Linked DNA regions of Mus musculus: regions 1 and 2 are each linked to region 3. The links are chromatin contacts, called in public capture Hi-C and promoter capture Hi-C maps. All regions are on one chromosome and are shown on one strand. The core of a region is the stretch at or near the end of the contact, and the rest is flanking DNA. Distances in the headings are between cores, read along the strand shown.

Region 1 (4,520 bases), core at 378-2,877, 95 kb before region 3:
GTCTTGCCTCTTAACTTCAGACAGCAACATACTTCTAAGCCTCACATCTTGTATGGGCACACACACACACACACACACACACACACAAAACACTATGTGTGAAGTTAGAGGACAATTTACAGGAGTCAGTTTTCTCCTTCCACCACATGAGGCTCAGGTACAAAACTCAAGTTATTAATTAGGCTCAGCAGCCAGCACCTTTACCTGCCAGGCTGTGTCACCAGTCCCTTGGGCTCTCAACATCGCTGACCTGAAATGACTCCTTTGTTTCTGATCACTCTGCTGTTCATCGCCTCTTTTCTTGGACCTTTACTGTGCAGCTTCTGTATGTTTGCTTCCATAGCTCTGCCCATTCCTCTTAGGGATGCTTCACACATGCCCAATCTTTCCTCCACTTTTAAATTCTTAGAATTCTTGCAGTTCTTACAGTGGGTCACTTCAATGTTTAGAAAGGGAAAGACTAAGCTAACTGCCTCTTTGCTGGGCTCCTAAGTCTGGCATTTCCAGTCACCTGGCTTATGTTTCTACTTGCCTGTCGAATACACATTTTTCTTTCTGTGCGTTCATAATTTGGTTTCTTAGGAAGTCTCTGTGGTTCCTCTAAACTGTTTCATTTACCCACGCTTGAGCCAAAACTCTAAGTAACATCCTTGGCTGACTTATTTTCTCCTACCTACTCTCATGTCTGTCTTACCTGCTAGTCCTGTTTTCCACATCCAGTCATTTCTATCTCTCCATTCCTCCCACTCCTGGTCCAACCTTCCACCTCAGCCTTTTGCTTGAGACCATTTGAATATGTGCTAGCCAGTTCCAAGTGCCCTTCCTTGTGATGCCACCACCCCTACTCCACACAGTATTACTGCCTTCCTCTGCTTCAAATAAACCAAGCTATTTGCTGTTTCTGCTCTCTCTCTCTCTCTCTCTGTGTGTGTGTGTGTGTGTGTGTGTGTGGTGTGTCTGTCTGTCTGCCTGTCTGTAACTTGTAACTGGTATACTAATTTCAAATTCCCTGGAATCTTCTTTTTCAAATCTCCCTCTAAAATAACCCAGCACTGCCCTGTCATGTCATCTTGGCTGCCTTTACTTACTAACCTAAGCATGGTGCCAGTAGCGTAGAGAGAGTCCTCCCCTAACTAAAAGATTAGCTTGAGACCAAGAGGTAGGAGGTAGCCATTCAACACATATTTGTTAAATCACTGACTAGATGGACACTTGAGTAGATGAATGACTGGTGTCAAGTTCCTCTGAGGCTCGCTAACCTTTTGGTGTTCACAGGGGTGATTCATCTCCGCCCACAGTTACATTTGTTTCATTCATAATGGTGAAATGCATTGGGCAGCTAACAGGAAAAACAAAGGTGACGGTGCTGATACAGTCAGAATGTCTCCTGGCTGGTGTGGTCAGTTCCCAAACAAATGATATCCGCTCATCAATCATTGTCCTATTTCTGCCAATTAGACCTCCCCAGAGGAGTCATCAGGTCCGCTCAGTTCTGAAGATTGACAAGCTACCCTCGTGGTCTCCTCTCCTCTGTGCAGACTCCAACACTAGGAGTTTTTAAAGCCCGGGGGTTGTAACAAGTTTAGAAGACTGGAAGGTAGGGCGAGAGATTGTGGGGCTCTGGACAGGGTCGGAACATGAAGGTAAGCAGCAGATGTGTGCACCCGATATCTTTCCAGCTGTTCTATAAACTGTCTACCTTTCTATCTAGGTTATATGTACTGAGCATTGTAGTGACTGGACATTTGAAGAATAGTGCCTTTAAATAGTGCAACCTGATTTTGCTGAATAGAACTTATCCACCAATTCTTTATTTGGGTGAAGTTATGAAAATCATATCTTTCTAATTTTTAAAGTTACTCTTTATGGATTAACTAGAAGGTGGGATCATATACTGAGTGAAGTAAGGGGCCTACTGTCCTCTCTGAAGAGGAAGCAAAACGAAAACAAACAAACAAAAAACAAACAAAAAAACAAATGCAGCCACACTCCGTCCGATGAGGCTGTGTTTGGTCGATGTGTCTTGTAGGGGCCCAGCGTCCTGGCAGTGACAGCCGTGGTCCTTCTCCTGGTGCTGTCTGCGCTGGAAAACTCCAGCGGTGCTCCACAGGTAATGCAGAGAACACAAACCCCGGGTTCGGACTAGGCAGCCTCTGTTTTTGCTTTTTCCACCCGCTGCATTGTAATAACGATTCTTCTCTCCTCCCTGCACTGCAGCGACTCTCTGAGAAGAGGAACTGGACTCCCCAAGCTATGCTCTATCTGAAGGGTGCACGTGAGTTCCATACTCCTTATTCTCCTCACGGAGGGTGATGGGAGACATCCGGGGACTCCTAAGAGACAGGGTCACAGCCGGCTCCAGTAAATAATTAGGATTTCAGACAATCCAGAAACCATAGGAGTGGGCAGGTGGGACAAAAATACTCTGATGGCCAGAAACCCTCCCCCAAAGAGGTGTTTGGGGTCACTACTGTGACCTGGCACTCTCGAAGCTGAGGCAGGAGAAATGCTAGCTTGGGCTACCTAGTGGGCTCCAGGTCAAACTAAGATCCTGTCAGGGAAAAAAGGAAAAAGGAGGAGGGAGGAAATAAGAAAGAGCTGGAGAAGGGTTCAAGAAAGGCGAAATAAAGGAAAGGGGGGAGGGAAAAGTGGGGGATAAGAAGGAAGGAGAGGAGGGAGAAGGGGAGGGAATGAAGGAAAGCTGGCTGATTGAATTTAGAGAACTAATGATTGAACAAAGAAGGTGCCTGGTAGAGGAGCATAGAATGGCAAAAGAAGTTAGGAAGGGAGAGAGGAAGGGAAGGGGTGGAAGGAAAGAGAGAGGCACGCGCGAATCCCACTGGGGCTGCTCTCCGAATCGAGGTCGCATCCCTGGCGGGAACCCGCGATCTCCCTGATCCTGGGGTCTAGCTGTCTGCCTCAGTCCTCCTCGTGTCCCACCCCTCCCCCTTCCCACCCCCCGCAGAGGGCCGCCGCTTCCTCTCCGACCAGAGCCGTAGGAAGGAGCTTGCAGACCGGCCGCCTCCAGGTGAGCGAGCGCTGCGCCTATGGCGGGGTTCCACCTGCCCTGTCCCCTAGCAGGCGGCTAGTGAGCCCGGGTCCCCAAACTGGCAGGGTCTGTAGCACAGACACAGGGCAGAGAGAAGCCCCCTCTCCGGGTATTTCTGGAAAGAGCCTTGATCTTTCTCTTCCTAAATAGCAATTGCTACTAAATAATCACTTAGACATTTCAAGTATATCTTTCTCCTAAATGATTAGAAACAGCCGCCAAAGGTTTTTAACCAAACGCAATTAAGTTAAAAGCTATGAACGAATGATTGAGCCAGGTATGAATGACTGAGAGGAGGATCAGTTTTCTTCCGGGACAAACTCTAGATAAGCTATCCAATCTCAAGTCCTCAGCCCTAAATAGTTGTAGGAAACGCGGGGGGGGGGGGGAATCATAAATTACAGAGGATGCATAAGACGAGTTGGGGGACAGAGAGAGGGTGGAAACTATGCAAACAGTACTCATCATGTATGAAATTCTCCAAAAAACAAATTAATTAAGAAATAGGTTCAGGAACATTTTTTTTCCTTGATGAACTTAATGACATTGCAGTTTAAACAGAAGAAAAAATAATCTTGGTAAAATTTTGTATAGAAGTACCAAGAATAAAAGCTATACTTACTTGGAGAGATATTCAGCACTGCTTAGCATGCCGATAGCAGATGCTTTCAGCTTTTGTTTCAGTTCCTGAGTTTGCAGTGTGACTGGTCTTGTTTTTTAGGGTAGAATATGTTTCTTCTCTTCCTGCTACTTCCGATTAAAACTCCCAGCCTGTCCTAGATCAGGACCATGTCATCTGTCAACTTAAGTATGAAATAGACTGCAGCGGCATATCCCTGTGACCCAGTAAACATATAATTCAATAAAAGTGAAATAACTCTGACTATTTAGCCAGGGTCTCTTCATTCAAATAGCTAATTACCTCCTATGTGACCACGATTGTAATCGGTTATCTCAAATTGACTTGGAAGGGGGAAAGCAGGGAGATCCGGCTCCAATGAGATATTTTGGCCAAAACAACCTTCTTTAAGCTGTGAGAAGGAAAATGCACCCCCTTCTAAACCCTGGCGAGAGAAAGCTGTGTGGCCTCCTACTCATCTTCCTTTTGCTACATACTCCATACTCCCTAGCATTCATCCTCAGGTATAAACAAATGGAAGGTCACTGTGGTGGCAGCAAGATTGATCATCAGGCAAAGGCACCGGCCACCAAACCTGACTCCCTAAGTTCAATCCATAGGACCCACATATGAAAGGAGAGTCACACACATGCACACACACACACACACACACACGAATGCACTAAATAAAATGCAATATAAATGTTTAATAAACTTTTTTTTAAAAAAAATCAGCACATAGTATACAGAGTTTTTTCTAGTCTTGTATGGCAGAGTAAGATTCATGTACATGGGTGTTTAGTTGACACAAATATCTGAATGCTGATCTGTTTACGATGTTAATGGGCAGGA
Region 2 (4,217 bases), core at 507-3,006, 110 kb after region 3:
CTCCCCAGAGAATAATGGGGATCTTTAAAAGAAGAAAGAAAACAGAAACTTCAAATAAAGAATCGTGGTCTAGTTGGAGTCTGGAAACCAAGCTTGGATTTTGTTATAGATTTTATGCAACCATGTATCTACCTTTCAGGAGTCTGTAACTCCTAAGTAACTCTGTCCCGATTTTTCCAGCCTTCACACCATCCTGAAAGATGCTTTAGTTGTTGTTTTTGTGTAACATAATTGTGCTCAGTTGGTCAATGAGCTCTCACTGACATGGTGGTAAAGGGAGGGTCTTTTCCACTGGTAATGAAGAGTCTCCACCACTTTTGCCAACCAATGAGAAGTCAGAGTAACTAAAGACATGGGCGGTGTAAGACTATCAATCTGTATCAATGTATTTTATGACCACTCTTGAACTTGGGAGTCTTCATTTTGACCCCTTTAAACTTCTTATATCATCTACCTTCTCTGGTTATGGGTTTGTTTTGTTTTTTTTTTTTAAATCTGCATCTGGTTGGAGATACAAATAATCTACAGCAGGGACTTAGATTAACTTGACAAACCCTACAGTCGCCTGGCTAGAGAGTTCCAGTGAGGGGTTATCTACACTGGGTAGTCCTTGGGCATGTCTGTGGGAAACTGTGTCCATTAAGTTAATTGATGTAGAAAGTCCTATACCACTGTGGGCAGTGCCACCCCCTAGGCAGGGGGTGTAAGAGTAGAGGAAGCAAGTGCGTGAGATTGTATTGCCCCCCCCCCCCTCTCTCCCTCTCCCTCTCTCTCTCTCCCTCTGCCCTTGACGGTGGTTATGATAGGACTAGTTCTTTAAAGTTTCTTCCTTGACTTCCCACAATGAGGGAGGCTAAGCAGGAATTGTAAGCTGAGATAAGCCCCTTTCTTCCCTCACTTGTGTTTTGATAGCATATTTTATCACAGCAACAAATCAAGCTAGACTTGCATACTAGGGCAATTCCGGCGCCTTCATTGTTATTTTAGGGACACGTCCATGAGGTACATGTTCTTATTCTTACTTTATAAGTGAAGAGGGATCTGGCACAGCAAGAACTTAATCTGGGACATGAAGTCCATACTGTGCCAGAGTCTGTGCTTATTCCTGTGTGTCACACAGGAGAGAAGACAGCAGTAGATGACTTAGTGGCTGACAGTTTTGTACTAACGTAACCCTCCATTGGCTTAAAACAAAAAAATCCACCTTCCCTTACAAGCTTGTCTGGATCAGTGAAGGACATCAGTGTACCTGGTCACTTGTCTTACAAAAAAAAAATGGCATTGTATAAATATTTACTATCCTGTGAACTTAGGTAGTTCGGAGGGTATAGAGAACACAGAGTGATTTTTGCTTTGGGGGCATTTTTGTGTGTGTGTGTGTGATTAGCTACAACATGAAAATAAATTTCATTTGGAACAAAACCAAACCTGATCTATTTTAAAGTCCAGTCAATGGAGGCCTGGTCCTGACTCTCCGTAGAAGGCTAGTTCCACCAAACATCTGCCTCTCCACGCGAAGCCTCCTGTCTGTTTGGTTTCCATTACGAAATCGCACAAGGAACATAATGAACGTACCGTCCTGACCTCCAGCCATCTGTTGGCTGCTGAGAGAAATAAGTAGGCAATGTTGTTCGTGTCTGTCAGCTCCAGCATGCGTTGCTTGAATCTGGTTTCATGCCTACAGAAAACAAAGACACCACAATGTTAGTCACCTAACAGGAGAATTAGAAAAAGCCAGTCACTGTTAACTACTGAATGGTTTGTAACAGAGTGACACATGGATGGGATGCGTGACAGGCGAGTGGACTCCAGAGTTGCTCTGCTGAGTTCTGGATAGAGTCCAAGAGGGCAAGTGTTTGCTCCATTTTCATGCTACAGCTATGAAAAGAAGCCATTGCGATGACAACTCTTCATTAAAAGTCACCACAGTATTGATGGATCCAATGTTGTGAGACTTGGCCTATGCCATCCGGGCTACAGAAATCACAGTATGTTCTACCTGTGTTTGAGGCATTTATTTCATTTTTCCAAATGATGTTGAGCTGGGCTGGATGAGAACCAATGGAGACAGAAAACCATACATTTACAACAGGTAAATATATCCCTTCAAATATATTCTTTTTCTTTGGCTCTTTTTTTTTTTAACCAAAGAAAGAAAGTAGGGTGCCAAGGAGCAGAAGATAGAGGGATCTTCTCACAGATGGCTGGCACAGCACAGGGTCTGTTTGCAGTGACCCTGTGAAAGCGAAGGAGATTTACTTTGGGTGATCTGAATAGAGACAGAGGGTGGGGAGAGGGAAGGGTCAAGCCAGGCTTCCCAGAGCACAGAAAAGATTGTCTTGGTATAGCTTTAGGGGTGAAGCTGGGTTTTGAGGGTGAACAAGGCACTGTAAATACTCTGAGTGGCATCAGAGAAAATCCTCCATCCTCTAGGGTTGGGAGATTTCTCACCCTAATAGTCGTGGTGATGGAGAGACATCAGATGTCCATGGGAAACTTAGGCTCATCCCTGTTGCTCAACATGATCAAACACAATTCTGTGTGGCTTACTTTACTAGCAGAACTAGCAATAACCTTCAACAAGCGTATGTCCTGTGTGAGCACGTCTCACCCTATACTTCCAACCCCTTGCACTACCATGTACAATGAATATATGCCATAGAAAGTTTGTTTTAAAAGTTAAGAAGACCCTTAAGCACTTGAACATCCTGGGTATGATTTCACACATACACACTAAAAAGAAAAAGAAACATATCTCTTCTACGTAACAAACATATCCTGACTTTGTAATCACTTTCCTTAAATAATAGACAAAACAGAGCTGACAAGCAACTGGTTTGAAAGTTGGTGCCATACCCAGCTGAGTTAGCTTCTTTCCTCCCTGTGGCCACAGCTGTTCTGACATAAGCCATCTATAGGTCATTTTGTAAGGAATTACTGACCCACTCACTAGTGAGCCCTACTTGCTAAAAGAATCCCCCCATTCCTGTAAAATCTTCCAGTAAAATTGCAAAACTTTTAAATAACTCATCACTTGTATCAAAGAACGAAGAAGTCCTGGGCGGGGTACATTTGGCCCACCATCAGAGTCCATACAGGCCAATATAAAGCAGATACTTGGTATCTCTCCAATCAATCTGACCATTCTAGTATGCCAAGCCAGAGAGATAATTTGGTGAGACAGCAGTGTCTGATCTACAACGATCAGAGTTTAGCAGTAAGAGCCAAACCATTACTTCAATTTGAGTTATGCAGCCTTGAACTAAATGCCACGTCCAGGGGGACCTATGTCAAAGAATGGCAACACCATGGCTTGGGACTGAACAGTCCAAGGAGCGTGTCTGTCTTCCACGTGACCTTAGGAGGGGTGACTATAGTGAGGAGCTAGAAGACAGAATGCCCTCTGAGGCCCTAGGATTCACAGCAACAGTGAGAACAAACTGTGGTCTTTGTAAGGCTCACATTTCCATGCTTGCCAGGAACGTGCCAGGTAGACTTGCTTGCTAGAGGAATATCGGCTATATTTGCATCTAAGCATCCTTTCTCCACAGCAAGGAAGACACTGTGCTAGGTTCTGGAGATATACAATGAACAAGATGTGTCTTTCTCAGGGTGGGAGAAATCTTGCTAGCTAGTGAGTCTGAGGCAGCCCAGGACCTTCTTTCATGAGTCTAAGAGCATAAAGGAGAGATTTACATTGGAGGATCTGAATAGAGAACCAGGAAGAGGGGGTGGGGAGAAGGCAAGGGCTAACCCTGGCTTCCTGGAGAACAGGGAAGACGTCTGGGAGTAGGTTTTATTTGGGGGAGGGGGCAGGTTTCTGGGGTGAACTAGTTATTGTAGGTACCCTAACAGGAAACAGGAGTGAGAAGATCCAGGGTTCTCCAGGATAGGTGTTCTCACCACCCCAGACAAATGCATCCAGTAGATCAGAGCTTGGGGTCCTGACAGTGTGCTCTGTCTGGGACCTGCTTCCCCCTGCTGAGCTGTGTCGTTTCTATCACTCCACATTTGTAGGGAACTGGCAACAGCCTGGAGCCGAGGGAGGAGGGCTGAAAGCGCAGGGAGCATTCCTCTGTTTCTGCTTGGCAAGAAACCTTCTGTTTTCCTAATGGAAACTTTGACACACTCAGCTTTTATCTTCTCATCCATATCCAGTCCATCTTCTGAACATTCTTAGACCTTTCTTCTGTCAGACACACACACACACACACACA
Region 3 (4,599 bases), core at 1,321-3,820:
GACCTATGGTGCTCTTCAAGCATACCTTTCCCAGAATGCTGATGGCACATGCCATACCCACTTGTCCAACGCCCACTACAGTGATCTTGTTGTTCGGGACGGCAGCCTCATCATCTGCAACGGACGCAATGAGCTTCTCCTTAAGGGTTGCCATCTTGTCCTGCAAGAGAAGGGGCGATCAATGTGATTTACATGCACGGAATCTGACTGAGAAGTAGCCCAAAATGTCACAGCTTCAATTTTGAAAGTATAGCTCAACAGAAGCCCTGAAGGAACCACATCTCACCGAATGCAGGACTCAGTGCAAAGTTCTCCACCAGTTTAAACCAAAATGCTTCCCCAGAGCAGAGAGCTCCATGCAAGCCATTAAGTTGCCACCATCCCTTCTGTGACCTTTCTGCTGTAAGTGCAAACTACTGGCTAAAGATACAGATAATTATACTGAAGCAAGCTCGTTTCTTTCTTTTGTCCCTATAAGGAATTTGTGTTTAACCATGTTAACCAGCTAACTTATTTTTAAGCTTGTTTAAAGCCAATATGAATTGTAATTTTCATTACAAATAATTGTGGAAGACAAAGACTGATTTTTGTACTTAAAATCTCACAAAAGTTATGGCCCTGCCCTCCTGACAAAGTGTCTTCACAGAAAAGTTATCAATGTTAATAATCTACGCTGATTGCTTCCGTTTGTTTCTTTTTAGCGTGGTTCATCACAGCTGAGGCTCCCTATAGGTTCCACAGCCCAGCCAGTTCGTTCCCTTTACCTTCATTTTCACTTCTAATCTGTAAAGGGCTAAGTAACAAAACCTGGCTTAGTTAATGAACCCAGTAAGGAACCCTTAGTTGTCCAGAGTGAAGTACTTGAAGCAATCACAACTACTTTGCTCCATAACTTATTTTTGTTGTTTTAAAGCCTCCCTCCTAATGTGTACTGCTTCCAGAGCTATTTTAGAGATTTTAGAGGGTTATTTTAGCCTTAGAGAATTACACTTGTAGTTTTTTGGTGGGTGGGAAGATGAACTGCTGTGGGAGGGTTTGGACAAAGCACCAACCTTAAAATGAATCCAGTCAGGCCCTGTGTCTTAGGCAGTTTCAGCTGAGTAGCCTCAACAGTAAGAAAAGCAGAGCCTCCCCAAAGCCTGCCCACACCAAGTTTATTTTTGTTAGTTGGCTTAAAATCTGATAGGCTCCAGAGAACATTAGGAAGGCCTGGAGTCCCAACGTTTGGGAGGTGGAGGTAGGAGAGTCAGGAGAGGCCAAGGTCACCCTCCATCATCCTGGGATGCTATCTGAAACGCTGGAACGTTGAAGCTGTCCTGAAAACATTTTAAATCGCTTTGGGGAATTTCAAAAGCGGCAGTGTTGAAGATCCAGCAAGCACAGGCAGATATCTAGACTGAAGTTCAGCGTGTATTCTCCTCCCACCCCCACCTCCCACAGTGATAGAGAATGAGAAGAAAATAGTTTGCGTTGTAGCAAGCCTGTGTCAAATCAGGGAGTTGACTGTAGAGAGAAAGGAACAGGAAAAAACACCCTCGCCTCAGGGTGCCCCCACATTCCCATCTCCTGTGGATAAGAACCAGTGGTCTAGGTCAGAGGCTAAGGACGACTCCGCAGAGAATCACCTATGTTAACTCTTAATGCCCGGGTATGGCCTCCAATTTCTCCATTAAAACCAGTCATATCCTTCACCCTACCCCCGACCCCAGGTGCTGTCGGAGCTTGTTCAGTTCCGTGACACCCAAGCCACCTTTCCTCCTGTGCAAAGCAGGTCACGAGGGAGACACCAGCGCACACCTCGATTACGGTCTCCAGGGGGAAAGCCTAGGCTTCCACACTTAGCACAAGAAGTAAACAAAATCCTAGCGCATCTAAAGAGGCCCAGCAAGTACCCGGCTGCAGGGCGGGCAGCGTGAGAGGGGACGAAGCCTGGTGTTCCGGACCGAACTTTCCTTTATCCTCATTGCTAAAATAGCTGGGACCGTTCTCCATCACCAGGTGCAAGACCTTCCAACCTTCACAGGGACCCACCTAGACCTTGCTCGGTTCCCCGGCCACTGGGCGCGCTGCCCTGGCTTGCGCCCCAGGCTGCATCGCAGCTGATGGGTGATGTGCTAACTGCCAAGGACTTGAAGAGACTAGGTTTGACTTACCTTACGTTACAAGTCTTTCTATTGATAGCACACAGGCCCGAGACCACCCTGTGCTCAGGCTGTACCAAGGTGCAGACCGAGTCGGGAGCTCAGCTGCGCACCTCTGCTCGCTCGGCTTGCCACCCAAAACCACAAAGAAGAAATAGGTAGGGGCATGAATGCTCAGGGACAAAGGCCCCAAAGAGTGGATGTGTCGTACGTAGCTCCTTCCTCCTGTTCTGCCAAACAATAACACCTCTGCACTCCCTACTCCCACAACACACACCCTGATGTTCAGTTAAGTCAGGTTTTGGGATCCTGGATTCAGACCTACCAGAAAAGAGGAGGCTCTGCGGCGCGCTGAGGCAGGGGAGCCACTGCAAAGTCAGCAGGCTGCTGCTCTGCGGATCGCAGACTCCGGCTCTACAAGAAGGAGGAGGAGGAGGCGGGGCCGCGGCGCTCCAGCCTCCTAGCTTTCTCCATTGTGATTGGAAACCCGAGACGGGTCTATCCCTCCCCTCGGCTCGTTCAATCTCCTTCAAGGACAAGGCTGGAGTGTGCACGCGCTCTCCCCCGCTCTCTAAAGTTAGAGGTCACCTTCCGCTGAGGCACTTATTCCGTAAACCTGCCTCTCTGGCCTTCTGTACGGTCTCCATCTTGTGCTAATAGAAACCTATGTCTAGGTTGCATTCCGGCTCCACTTTAGAGCAGTCGCCTTGCTTAAGATGCTACTGATACATCACTCCAAAAGGCCTCGGAGCTTCTGAACTCTTTTCAGAAGTGGGGGTTTATACACGCCTGTTATCCCAGCACTGGTAAGGCTGAGTCCTGAGGGAAGTCAGGAGTTTGAGACCAGCCTAGGCCTCTCCATTAAGACTGTTTCAAACAAACAAAAACAAACTAACCCAGAAGAGAACAGATTTTTGGTCATTTAAAGTTCCTTCAATAAGACAGTAACCGCCCCTCCCCCTCTCCCCACACCTAATTCAACTAATAGCTGCCCAACAAGATCGAAGGTGCCTGATTTCTGCCTTTCACAGTTCCTCCAGGAAACTGCAAGGTCCCAAGAAAAAGCCTGGCCCCAGGGAGAAAAAATAAGAACCCTAAGAAAGATGTAACTTCCCTAGGAGTCGCTGAGCTGGTACAGTGTGTGTGTGTGTGTGTGTGTGTGAGAGAGAGAGAGAGAGAGAGAGAGAGAGAGAGAGAGAGAGCGCTTCGCATAGAACCCAGGAGCTCACAGTTTAGCAGGGAGTAGCATCCCCAGCCCTGTAATTGTCTTCCCACATTCTTAGCTCTTTGTCTCATCCAGCCCAGTGCCCGGTTCCTTATTCCAGCATGGATTAAGCAATCAGAAGTGTTGTGAAAATTTAGGGCAGTTGTGTTTTCTTAAGATAAAATTGTTTCCCCATCTAGCAAGCTCACTGGAGTTGCTGTGTGAGAATTTGCCTTTTGTTTTCTTTAAGTGTGTACCTCTTGTCAACGACTACTAACTCTATAAATAGAACTTCCCTCTGCCAAGCATTGAAGGTGTAAGTGTGAATATAACTGTGCTCTTTGGGTGCTGCCCTCTGCCCCAATTTTACTGAAAATTTGGGGGAGTCTGGGTAGAGCTATCACATTACTGGGGAGTAGAAGGAATTGTAGGAATTGAAGAAAAGGAGACTCTTTGATAGAGATGTGACAGGCAGCTATGGATGGGACTTTGGGGTAGAGTACAGCCTTAGTGTTTGGGGTTTGAATCCCAGCAGTGAAAAAGAGTATCAGTACCAGGAGCTGAAGGGGAAGGGGTGGCTAGGGGGAATTTTAGGGAAAGAATAGAGCTTTCCATCTGCAAGGTAAATGCTTAGGAAACATGCAGGCAACAAGGGCTAAAGTTAAAGTATATTGTTCTCGGGGAGTGAGGCGGGTTATAAAACCGAACCCAAATGTAAACTGAAATAGCAAAAGAGAGGCTGGGGTTTCCTCCTTTAAAACTATGTACGGAGAATGTTCCTATGTAGGAGTAGTGCTGCAGGGACCAAGACACACAAGACAGGATGCCTGCTAATGGCAATGTGCACACTGCTAGAGGGTTGCAAACATCAGCAAGTGATCACGCAGAATGTGCTCCTGAGCGGGCGAGGTGGCTCGTGCCCTTAGTCCCCCGAACTCGGGAGGCAGAGACAGACAACAGGCAGGTCTCTGAGTTCAAGGCCAATTTGGTCTAGAAACGGAGTTCTAGGTCAGCCAGGCCTACACAGAGAAACACCAGCTTTAATGGGAGGGAGAGAGGGAGGGAGAGAGGGAGAGAGAGAGTGTGTGTGTGTGTGGATCATGGCATAGCTGCTCTGTGCACTAAGTAGGATTCAGGAAGCGCAGGGTTGCAGGGTGTAGGGCTGGGGGGCTCACCACCTCTACAAGGACTGCCTGGTGGGGTTTTTGTTTGTTTGTTTTTTTGGTTTTTGGTTTTGTTTGTTTGGTTTTTCTT

The links. Capture Hi-C pulls out chosen DNA fragments and counts their contacts.
Region 1: a contact with region 3 is called in a capture Hi-C map of embryonic stem cells, with 3 times the contacts expected there. The contact joins the promoter of Spx here to the promoter of Ldhb in region 3. A contact is called at or near these places in 5 of 39 promoter capture datasets (the HPC-7 cell line, embryonic stem cells and liver), 7 of 484 Hi-C or Micro-C datasets (LSK cells, cranial neural crest, embryonic stem cells and 1 more), 7 of 115 datasets of contacts at active chromatin or transcription factors (embryonic stem cells and forebrain) and 4 of 9 other capture datasets (adipose tissue, embryonic stem cells, liver and 1 more).
Region 2: a contact with region 3 is called in a promoter capture Hi-C map of pancreatic islet. The contact joins the promoter of 5330439B14Rik here to the promoter of Ldhb in region 3. A contact is called at or near these places in 5 of 39 promoter capture datasets (hippocampal neurons, liver, pre-B cells and 1 more) and 3 of 9 other capture datasets (adipose tissue, liver and pancreatic islet).

The regions. Positions count from the first base shown.
Region 1 is chr6:142,411,804-142,416,323 of GRCm38.p6, forward strand. It overlaps Spx (spexin hormone), which reads left to right and starts at 1,628. Exons shown (of 6, transcript NM_001242345.1): 1 at 1,628-1,643; 2 at 2,030-2,110; 3 at 2,218-2,275; 4 at 2,966-3,028. The coding sequence starts at 1,638. It also overlaps a transcript of Golt1b not described here.
Region 2 is chr6:142,612,839-142,617,055 of GRCm38.p6, forward strand. It overlaps 5330439B14Rik (RIKEN cDNA 5330439B14 gene), which reads left to right and starts at 1,757. Exons shown (of 2, transcript NR_037679.1): 1 at 1,757-2,092. It overlaps Abcc9 (ATP-binding cassette, sub-family C (CFTR/MRP), member 9), which reads right to left. Exons shown (of 40, transcript NM_011511.2): 31 at 1,576-1,678.
Region 3 is chr6:142,505,387-142,509,985 of GRCm38.p6, forward strand. It overlaps Ldhb (lactate dehydrogenase B), which reads right to left and starts at 2,571. Exons shown (of 8, transcript NM_008492.3): 1 at 2,467-2,571; 2 at 26-160. The coding sequence starts at 154.